Linked DNA regions of Rattus norvegicus: region 2 is linked to region 1. A link is a contact called in public Hi-C data. All regions are on one chromosome and are shown on one strand. The core of a region is the stretch at or near the end of the contact, and the rest is flanking DNA. Distances in the headings are between cores, read along the strand shown. Region 1 overlaps Sdccag8 (SHH signaling and ciliogenesis regulator SDCCAG8). Region 2 overlaps Sdccag8 (SHH signaling and ciliogenesis regulator SDCCAG8).

Region 1 (5,350 bases), core at 2,023-4,522:
GGTGTTATTATGATGGAGAGACTTTTTGGTGGAAGAAAGTATAATGACTGAAAATTATGGTAGACAGCAGTTATCAAATTGTGGGTCCATGAAGCGGGGAGGGTGGGTGGAGGATGCTCAGGCAATCCGTATGGTGGTGGAGGTGGTAGCAAACAGCAGAAAATGGTTGTAGTTCTTAGAAAAAGGGGTGGAGTTGTCAGGAAAGTTGCAGGTTACTTTGAGACAGTCGTCCCAAATGCAAGAGGAACTGTAAAAATTACCCACAGAAGGAGTGATGGTCCACAGTCAGAAACATCACTGCAGCTTCAGCGGGAAACCTTTATTGTTCAGGGCTGTCATAGCATGGTTTACAAAACATTATTTAATTAATGTAGTGTAGTAACAGATGTGCACTTCTGAGGTCATTTATCTCTTGTACTTTTATCTCGCCCTACCCTTGTTATACCAAGTATATTGCCTTGCAAATTGCTATAGTGGTACCAGGAATAAAAAAGTTAAGGAATGTTTAACTTCAGAGCAACAGTAGTGCTCACCATGCCTGGCATTTTCTGGGTTCTGAGATCAAATCCAGCTCCTTATCCTGCACAGCAAGTGCTTTCCTGACTATCTCTCCTACATCTCAGGTTCTTTTTCTTCTTCCAGGCACCCTGTGTAGGGTAGTGTGGGAGTCACTCTCCTTTATCGTAAAGGGAGCAAAAGCCTTTGCACTGAAGCCTTGGGCATGGATGACCACTGTTATGCCCTGTCCCGACACGTGGATGTGTGTGTGCACATCCCAGCAGGCAGAGTTCATATCTAAGTCTCCTGCTAGGGGCAAAGGCAATGCAGCTTCCCCACTCATAGGACCTGTTTCCTTCCACCCTAGTGCAGGTACCAGCAGTAGTTAGGCTGGGACAAGGCAGAGACAGGAGGAGAACACATTTCTGAGAACTGTTCTGGGCTGAAGTGACAGGCAAAGACCACCACATAGGTGAACTAAAGGTCCATTGGCCCATCAGACTGTCCCAAGATAACCATCACTAAAACTTGGGAGACATTGATCATGGAGTCAGAAGCTGCGAGTACTAGGTCCTTCTTTGTTATTTTTGGCTTTGTGAGATAGTCTCACCATGTAGCCCAGGCTAGTCTGGAACTTGCTATGTTCTGTAGTCCAGGCTGTTCTCAACTCAAGATTTCACTCAGCTGCAAGGGCTTCTTAAAGTGTCCTGTGAGATTGCACCAAGAACATGACATCAGCCCAGATGACGCCCTCCCCGGATGCTCACATTCCTCGTAGCAGAAGAGTTAGCCAGCGGGGACTCGTGTCCGCTCCGCTTCTGCCTAATTTGACAAGTGAAGTTTTAGGAAATGGGTTTGCTGAGTGGGGCTCAGCAGATAAGCACACTTGTTGCTCTTGCAGAAGACCTGCTCTTAAGTCCCCAGCACCCACGTTGGACATTCACAACCTTCTCTAACTCCAGCTCCAGGGCGTCCAACATCCCTGGCCTCTACCGAAACCTACAGTCACAAGTACACTCACCCACCTACATATACTTAGTTAAAATAGTAAAATAAATCTTTTTAAAAAGTAGAGCTGAAAAGGTGTGGCAGAGACGACATAACTCACAAACCCAAATATTTTTTCTAACCCTTACAGGAAGAGCTTGCCAGCCCTTCCCTGAGGTGGGAGGTTCTTTTGTATTACTGGAATGCTTTACTGGACAAGGTCATCCTTGAATTATAACTTATAGTTTACGAGTCTGAAAATAGTTTATGGAACAGTGAGTACTCTATCTCTGCTCTCTCGAATATCTGCTAGCATTTCCAGGTGAGCCGTGGTGGCTGTGTCCTTATACATTTCCAGGTGAGCCGTGGTGGCTGCATCCGTATCTTATTAGGGGAGCATTGCCTAGTAATGGCGTGTGGCTTAGACGAAAGAAGAAGTGCAGCATTATCATTTCTTTACAATAGAACGTATAGGTTACTGTAAATTTTACTTTTTAGAAATAAGAAAATGGACATGGCTTTTCTTGGTATACAGATGGTAGATCTTTGGAGTGATACTTAACACTGAGCAGGAAGCATCCAATGTCTCAAGTACTTCTGAAGTCATCAAAGCAAACACTTAAGACTATAGTTGCATGTACAAAACCATCAAACGTTATGCTTGGAAATGTTAGAGAAAGAAGTCTTTAAAAGCTGCTTATAGCCAGTGTGAGTCAGCACCGTGGAACTGAAATTATGCAGGAATTACTTCATAAAATCAGTTCATTGGATATTTGGAGGAAATCTATTTAATGCAAAGAGACCAAATTAAACCCCTTAGCTCCTAAAAGTCAGACTCATTTAAGACCAGAGAAATAAGAATAAAGGGAGGTTGTCCAATTGTACCTTATTATGTAGACAAGTCCGAAACCCTGTGTTGGGATTTTCAGGGTTTAGGCTGGTTCTTTCTAGGAGGATCTGATCTCCATGTTTAAAGTGGAAAGTCAGGCCTCCGGCAGTTTAATCCCTGTGACTGACTGGTGGTGCACAGTTAGTAAGACTTTCCTGACTATAGGAAGATTGGAATAGACAGACACAGTGGGCCATGGAATGAGCTTCCCCAAAATAGTTTTCTTTTCTTTTATAGAGTAACAGTGTGATGTGCCTCGAGACCTAGATTGCGGGCCTCTGGAGCGCACTGTGTAGTTCTGGGAGCATCCAGCAATAGACCCGTACTGTGTTGGAAGTGGGTAGCTGCAGTGTTCGTCTTTTCTACTTGTAGCGTTAGCACCCACAGACTAGAGTAAATCTCCTACAGCGCTCATCGCTCTGAAGCCACACACCCGTTCAGCAGCCTGAGGTAATGGTGAAGTCTGAGATCCAGACTTCAGAGACTCATCCAGCTACCACCCGCCATCACACTTCTCCCTCTACCCAGTGCCTGGGAGGGGGCCACATGGGCATGGCTTTGGCGCGTGCAGTCACGTGGGCCTGGTGATGACAGCGCTGCTCGCCATCTTCTTCACGCTCTCTTTCATGCTGTAGCCTTACACATTCCTGTCCCTCCTCCTCCGTCTTACAGCAGCTCCTGGGGGCATGGCTTCCCTAAACCAGCTTACTAGACACTGGGGTAAATAACTGCAAGTCCAGGTCCTGCCCTTGGGGAGTTTATATTCTAGCTGGGGACTCGGAATATGCATTTGAACATGCCGTAAGAATCCTTGCAAAGCAGCATATCGACAAGTGCAAATTAATGTAGTGTGAACTTCACGCTGGCTGCAGCCCACGAGGGAGAATCTGGTTCCACGTGTGCGATGTAATAAAGCTTCCCTAAGTATGCCCTCAAGCGCTGTTCAGCATACTTAGAGAAATTTGTGTTCCTATCACAGCCTAACTGAGATTTCTGAGAAACATTTTCAACCTAGCGTCTGTCTAATAAGCCACTGTCTTTTGTTCTTATCCTGGATGATGCCTGGTACAAAATAAAATTCATTGCATTATGCAGATATTTTAACATAGCTCCACTTAATAAAAGTCTCAAATTATTGAGCTTATTTTTCTAAAGCACTGTGCCAAATAAGGTTTTCATTTAGGATAACACTATATCGGTAAAAATCACAAAATTAACCATGAAAAAAGTAAATGTGTGCTTTTGCTTTGTCGTTCCAGAGACGCAGCTCAAAATGAGTGGTGGGGATGGCAGGTCAAGGGTCTTCCTGCCCACACTGCTCAGCTGTGTGCTAACACACTCCTGGTTATTGTTGGTGACAGGATGTGTATGTCTCAGACTAAAACATAGAAACATGCATACATATTCATATGTAAAGCATATTATTGTGGTTTACTTGTAATTTAATTTTCCAGAAAAGGTGATCATTCTCTTTACTATAGTTATTTTTTAAAAAGTTAAATGATAAATAGAAATAGACAAATAGTATTGATATCAATTGAAATTATTGATTTAAGCTTATCTTAGATAAAAGCATAACAAAACATTCACATTGAGAAGTAATTCACCTTACGAGCTAAGCATTCGTTAAGAGACTCTTTCCTTTGGGTAGGAACTGAAAACTGTAAGGTGGATTCTGCACACTTATCTTAACTTTAAATGTTGACTCACCAGGCTAGCCTGCTGGGCCTTCACAGTGTCTGCTTACCTGCCAAGCCTGCAAGTCTGGTTACTATTAGGTGACAGCAGTTATTTGACTGTGTCCCTGCAGGCCAGCAAGCTGACAGGCATTAGATGCAGGACAGTACACTGTGCTTTAGTGGCTCAGAAATATCAGCACCAGTACCTGTGTATACATTTCAAACAGTGTTTACTGTGCAAACACGGGCAACATTGACAGAAGCCAGTAAGTCTCGTACAAAGGAACAAGTTGGGTTTTGTTTGTTTGTTTTGCCTTTTGCTTTGTATTCATATGCATTGCATGTCGCAGTCATAGCCTGGGAGTCTTGCGTTCTCTCTGTTCAGTGAATATTATCTTAAACAATTTTATACTGCTTCTATTTTTTTACACGAATCACCTTAATGTGGCCACTTACATACATTTCTACAGGAAGACGACAGGTCAGATTTTGGAGAAAGAAAAACCTTGACAGATTTAGAATCCAGTCACCTTAGTCTTTACTTGCTGCTCTAATCCAGCAGCCATATGTTTTGTGCATTGTGCTGGCCTATAATGAATTTCTGTCAGCGAGAAAAGGTAAGGTAGCTATGCAAATACACTTCTTATGTCAGTGACTACAAAAGGACCTGGGGACTTGGAAGAGGGGAAGATGGCATCTTTGCAAGGTGGCCAGGATGTTACCCAGCACCGATGGGAGAGAGAAGGGCATTTGGCTCGAAGGCCCAACATGGCAGCTTGAGCAAGAGTGAGGAAGGAGAACACAGTCAAGGAAAGCACACGTCTCCTGACTCTGGGCGTTAGTCAGCTAACAGTATCTCCTGGGCGGCCTTTTATAACTGTCCACCCATGGAGCAGGGACATCTGCAATGTGCTGCTCCCAGTTACCTGTGCACTTACACCGAAGGCCCTGTGCCAGTCAAGATAGAGTGCTATACTTTACACGTGTTTTTAATTTCTTCTTGCATTCTTCTCTGCCACACCACTGCTTTAGATGATATTGAGAAGGAGCCCAGGGCCTTGTGCATGCTAGAGCACTAGCTCAGCGGTGGGACAGCACCGCTCAGCTGCATCAGCCGGCTTGTTCCCCTTCCTTCGAGATGGACTCTCACTGTGTCACTAGGGCTGTCCTTGGGCTCCTAGGCTTGAGTGAGTCTCCTACCCTGGCCTCCAGAGTAGCTCAAACTGCAGGTGTCTGCCACCACGTCTACCAGAAAGTTTAAGATTTCCAGCATTCAGATAATACACAGTAACATTTA
Region 2 (5,350 bases), core at 740-3,239, 98 kb after region 1:
ACATGGCCATTGAACCCGCAGAGTAACTCTGTCTAGGCCCAGAGCCTGGTTCCTTCTATCTACATTTCTTAAGCCAGAATGGATTGAAGTATGACAGCCAGTCTTTGGGAACACAGGAAATGGGCAGTTTTTCCATTTCCGGTCACTGGCAAAGGCAGGAGTGGAGCCTCCGCCCTTCTAGGGCCCAGCACAGAGGCTGCCCTGCACCTCCTGTGACTGGCCTGTGCTAGCAGCAAGTACAGAGAATGCTGGGAGCCTCCTTCCATCAAGGCCTGCCTCCAGCTTAGCACCCTGGAGTGCCCAGAGTAGTGGGCAAACACAGGGGTGAGCCGAGCAGAGAAAATGATGAATTTTGCATTTAGAATTTGAAGGTATTTTGGATACCATTCTATTGGCTTCCCAAAACTCCTGTCCTGGAATTCACACTGACTTGGTTGTCCTAGCCACAGATCCTGAGCCTCTGAGGAAACAAAGGCATTTTCAGTCCCAGAGTCTTGCTCACAAAGAAGTCTCAGTTTTGGCTTAACCTTTCCAATTTTCAGATAATTTAGGTGTCACAGATATCCAGAGTAGGATAGTTTTCAGACACTATAATTTGAATGTCTCTGAAATGTAATAAATAGAGCTTCATCTGGGTTTTAGAAATAATGTTTTCTTTCCAAACAGCTGTTTGTTTGCATTAACAATGTGTGCCGTCTCTAGAAGACAGGCATCATCTCTCTTTGTATAAAGTGCAGCTCTCGTTCCCATCCTTTGAGTTTCGTTCATTGCTGCCGTGGTATTGTATCATAGTCCTTGTTCCATGTTCACACACCCAGCCTGACCCAAGGGTCTGCAGAGGAAAGGGCTATTCTTGTTTGTCCCTTCCCGGTGTGGTGACTGTTGCCTTCTCTTTTCCCCGGGGTTGGCTCTTTTACTGCCATTCCAGTCCATTTGTGACCATTTGTGGGAGGTGTGTACATCCTGAATACAGCAGGAGTGAGTGTTTCCCTGTCTCTCATTGGCAGAGCAAAGGATCCTAGCTCCGTTCAGTGGTCCAGTTAGTACTGACAGATGGCAGCCAGTGAGGAGTGAGGGAGCGGAACATAACTGACATTTGGCTGGCACATATCACTATTTAATGTCTATTGTTTCCTGTCTACCTTGTGAGATAGATAGGGTCTTTGTTACTTTGAGGAAATTAGGTACAGAGAGGCCGTTGCAGGCTACAAGTCCCTTGGCTCTGAACTGGCCACACACAGCTTGCTGTGTAATGCTTCTGAGACGCCTAAGGAAGGAGCACGTGGTCTAAGCCAGGCACGGTGGGGCACAGCTTTAGTGCGCACCAGCACTGAGGATTCAGGGGTAGGTGGATCTCTGTAAGTTCTGGGCCACCCCAGTTTAATTTGTGAGTTCCAGCTAGCCAAGACTACATAGTAATACACACACACACACACACACACACACACACACACACACACGTACGTCATCTCTTTGATTCAAACCAAGGCTCTACCACTCTGCCACTTGTGTGCTGTCACGTAGAGCAGATGCTCACTGTGGTCTACGTTCATCTGTATGACTGAGCACGGCACAGCAGTGCTCAGATCAGTGCCTGGCTTGTGGGAAGTGCTCTGTGAGTCAGGATGCAGGGTGCTGTAGGAAAGCAAGCCTCCAGGTCCCATCCCAAGTGGGCAGGCTAGGGAAGACAAGCACTAACAAGTCTGATGGGGAGGAAGTTCATCCTGGCCACAGCTGCTAGCAACATTGGAAATAAACTTTGGATCTCCTAGGACAAGCCAGGACTCTGCAGCATATGGAATTAGTTGAGGATGAATCATTTTAAATGTCAGCCTCTGAGAACAGAGTGATACCCTCTACTGGACGGGTACTGTGTAGACGTCTACCTGGAGAGATGAGGGTACTCCTTCATAAAGATGCCTGCAATAATATTCCAGGGATATCACCAATGGGATACCTTGTACTTAGTACTAAGCCCCTCCGAGTCTCCAGGGCACAGGCCTTCCTGGACTAGACACCAGGGCTCTGGCAACAGACCCGAGTTAGTTATCTTGGAGCCTGGAACTGCCTACATTTGTTTCAGCTCCTATTTGACTTTTAACTGGATTAATGTCTGCCTGCCGTTTAATCAGAGCCCTGGACAATGGGGTTCTAGAGGGGACCACTCCAGAGCAAGAGAGGCTTGGCTGATAGACATAGAAGACACAGGAAGACTGAGAGCACACAGCGAAGACAGCTTCCTGCCTCTTTCCACCAGAAACAGGAGCTGAGCTTGGAAGGGAAGTGAGTGGCTTTATTTGGAGAGTGCTGTCTGCTGAGGTGCGCGTGTGCACCAGGCTCTGTTCTCGCTGCTTCAGACTTCATGTTAGCATCTGGTCATCAACCTCCCAACATTCCAGAACGCCTTGCAAATAATTTCACTTTGGAAACATTCTATCGAGAGCTAATTTTTAGCAAAAGTCTATTCTCACAGAAAGAAACCTTGGACAGCTACAGCGATGTTATACAAGGTTCCAGAGATGTAATGACAGCTTTGCTGGTGTGCACTTGAGTGTGGGGTGTGGTCAAATGCAGACGCCATGTCCTTCTCGCTTGTAAAGAATGCAGCCTTACTCTTTAACTGTTCTGTGGCCAGCAGCCCACATACAGGCTAAATGCAGGTATTACACATGGAATGTTTGCCCTAGAATGCTCTAGAATGAGGTGGCGCACATGGACGTTTTGGTAACACCGTAATTTTTTATATTCTAGGAGATTTCCTATCAGATGCTTTAGGTATCATCAGACGCCGAGGCAGCAAATATATAGAACCAGAGCCAGGATTTTTCACAGAAGTTTGCCTTTTAATCCTGTCTTCACGTTGTTATTTTCATTATTAGCATTTTGGGCTTAAGAGAGAGACCTAGTGTTATGGTCAGGCCTGGACGCTGGCTAATTTATTTATGAAATAAGACAGTGTTTCTAAGTCTCTGTAAAGTGAGCATCGTGGTGGCGTTAATCTCAAGATCAACTGGGTGGCAAAACACTTGGCATAGGGGAGGGTTCAGTATACACCTGAGCACCCTGGCACACAACTGGAGGCCTTGTTACTTGAGAGACTGAAGCAGGAGGATTGCTTGAACCGGGAACTCGGTTCCAGCCTGAGCAACATAGTCAGACTGCAGGCACTGGAGTCTTAACACTGCCTGTCTTTGTTGCTGAGTTGGAGTTGCTCCATTCATTAGATGGAAGAGAGGCTCCCACCTAGCAGAGCAGTTTTCCGCTGAATGAGCTAATGCAGACAGAGAGAACTTTGTCTATGCTTGGCAGCAGCCATTAAAATAACAACTGCGGTACCTGTAAAGTCAAACTTACGGGGTCCACAGTGGGGCAGGCTGCACTCGCTGGACTGTCCAGTTCTCCTGACCGTCCTGTGGGACAGGCAGTGTTACTTTAGTTGTAAACCAAGGACAGTCTCCAAGGATTTGCTCAGGTCATGCTCAGATTTCAGTCGAGGTCTGTTTTTTTTTTTTTTACCTGCAAATTTGTCATTCTGTATACCCGCGTCTTCCTGAAACTCTTCCAAAAGAGTGTTAGTAAGTCAGTTGTATTCATCATCGTGGGAGGAAGGATTTACTTCTTATTATCTAGTTTGGGCTGGTATATTTTCTTTTGAGTAGTATCGCATCTACTGCCTGGATTTTGTTAAGACATATAATTTTGATGTAATGTGCTATATTCCTTCATATCAACTTATTAAAAACCACTGATCTTTATAACACCCAGCCCTAGGCCACAAAGGCAATTCTAAAGACAGAACACATTTGCAACCCTAACCTCAAGGTGGCTTGGCCGGCTGTGTGCACGGATGCTGTGACTGTGTGTGCACGGATGCTGAGGCTGTGTGCACGGATGCTGTGACTGTGTGTGCACAGATGCTGAGGCTGTGTGTGCACGGATGCTGAGGCTGTGTGCACGGATGCTGTGGCTGTGTGCACGGATGCTGTGGCTGTGTGTGTGCACGGATGCTGAGGCTGTGTGCACGGATGCTGTGGCTGTGTGCACGGATGCTGTGACTGTGTGTGTGCATGGATGCTGTGGCTATGTGTGCACAGAGGCTGTGGCTGTGTGCACGGATGCTGTGGCTGTGTGTGCACGGATGCTGTGGCTGTGTGTGCACGGATGCTGAGGCTGTGTGTGCACGGATGCTGAGGCTGTGTGTGCACGGATGCTGAGGCTGTGTGTGCACGGATGCTGAGGCTGTGTGCACGGATGCTGTGACTGTGTGTGCACGGATGCTGAGGCTGTGTGTGCACGGATGCTGAGGCTGTGTGCACGGATGCTGTGGCTGTGTGTGTGCACGGATGCTGAGGCTGTGTGTGCACGGATGCTGAGGCTGTGTGCACGGATGCTGTGGCTGTGTGTGTGCACGGATGCTGTGGCTGTGTGTGTGCACGGATGCTGTGGCTGTGTGCATGGATGCTGTGACTGTGTGTGTGCATGGATGCTGTGGCTATGTGTGCACAGAGGCTGTGGCTGTGTGCACGGATGCTGTGGCTGTGTGTGCACGGATGCTGTGGCTGTGTGTGCACAGAGGCTGTGGCTGTGTGTGCACGGATGCTGTGGCTGCGTGTGCACAGAGGCTGTGGCTGCGTGTGCACAGAGGCTGTGGCTGTGTGTGCACGGATGCTGTGGCTGTGTATGTGCACGGATGCTGTGGCTGTGTATGTGCACGGATGCTGTGGCTGTGTGTGCATGGATGCTGAGGCTGTGTGTGCACGGATGCTGAGGCTGTGTGTGCACGGATGCTGAGGCTGTGTGTGCACGGATGCTGAGGCTGTGTGCACGGATGCTGTGACTGTGTGTGCACGGATGCTGAGGCTGTGTGTGCACGGATGCTGAGGCTGTGTGCACGGATGCTGTGGCTGTGTGTGTGCACGGATGCTGAGGCTGTGTGCACGGATGCTGTGGCTGTGTGTGTGCACGGATGCTGTGGCTGTGTGCATGGATGCTGTGACTGTGTGTGTGCACGGATGCTGTGGCTATGTGTGCACAGAGGCTGTGGCTGTGTGCACGGATGCTGTGGCTGTGTGCACGGATGCTATGGCTGTGTGTGCACGGATGCTGTGGCTGTGTGTGCACAGAGGCTGTGGCTGTGTGTGCACGGATGCTGTGACTGTGTGCACGGATGCTGTGGCTGTGTATGTGCACGGATGCTGTGGCTGTGTATGTGCACGGATGCTGTGGCTGTGTATGTGCACGGATGCTGTGGCTGTGTATGTGCACGGATGCTGTGGCTGTGTGTGCATGGATGCTGTGGCTGGCTTCCTGTCACAGAGCTCTGTGCTTCTCGGGCCATTCCTTATGTTTT

Evidence for each region. A called contact is a pair of places that touch in the nucleus more often than the background predicts.
Region 2: a Hi-C map of the A7r5 cell line shows a contact between it and region 1, with 3 times the contacts expected there. The contact joins two enhancer-like sites. A contact is called at or near these places in 3 of 12 Hi-C or Micro-C datasets (the A7r5 cell line, Schwann cells and frontal cortex) and 1 of 1 datasets of contacts at active chromatin or transcription factors (oligodendrocytes).

Annotation. Positions count from the first base shown.
Region 1 is chr13:91,344,294-91,349,643 of GRCr8, forward strand. The region is part of intron 12 of Sdccag8 (SHH signaling and ciliogenesis regulator SDCCAG8); the gene reads left to right. Among named protein-coding and RNA genes, the nearest start is that of Sdccag8, 60 kb to the left of the region's middle. Within about 2 kb of position 3,273, at least 6 of the 93 cell types and tissues checked have an H3K27ac peak or open chromatin away from gene starts, as enhancers often do.
Region 2 is chr13:91,443,437-91,448,786 of GRCr8, forward strand. All of the region lies in intron 16 of Sdccag8 (SHH signaling and ciliogenesis regulator SDCCAG8), which reads left to right. Among named protein-coding and RNA genes, the nearest start is that of Sdccag8, 160 kb to the left of the region's middle. Within about 2 kb of position 1,990, at least 14 of the 93 cell types and tissues checked have an H3K27ac peak or open chromatin away from gene starts, as enhancers often do.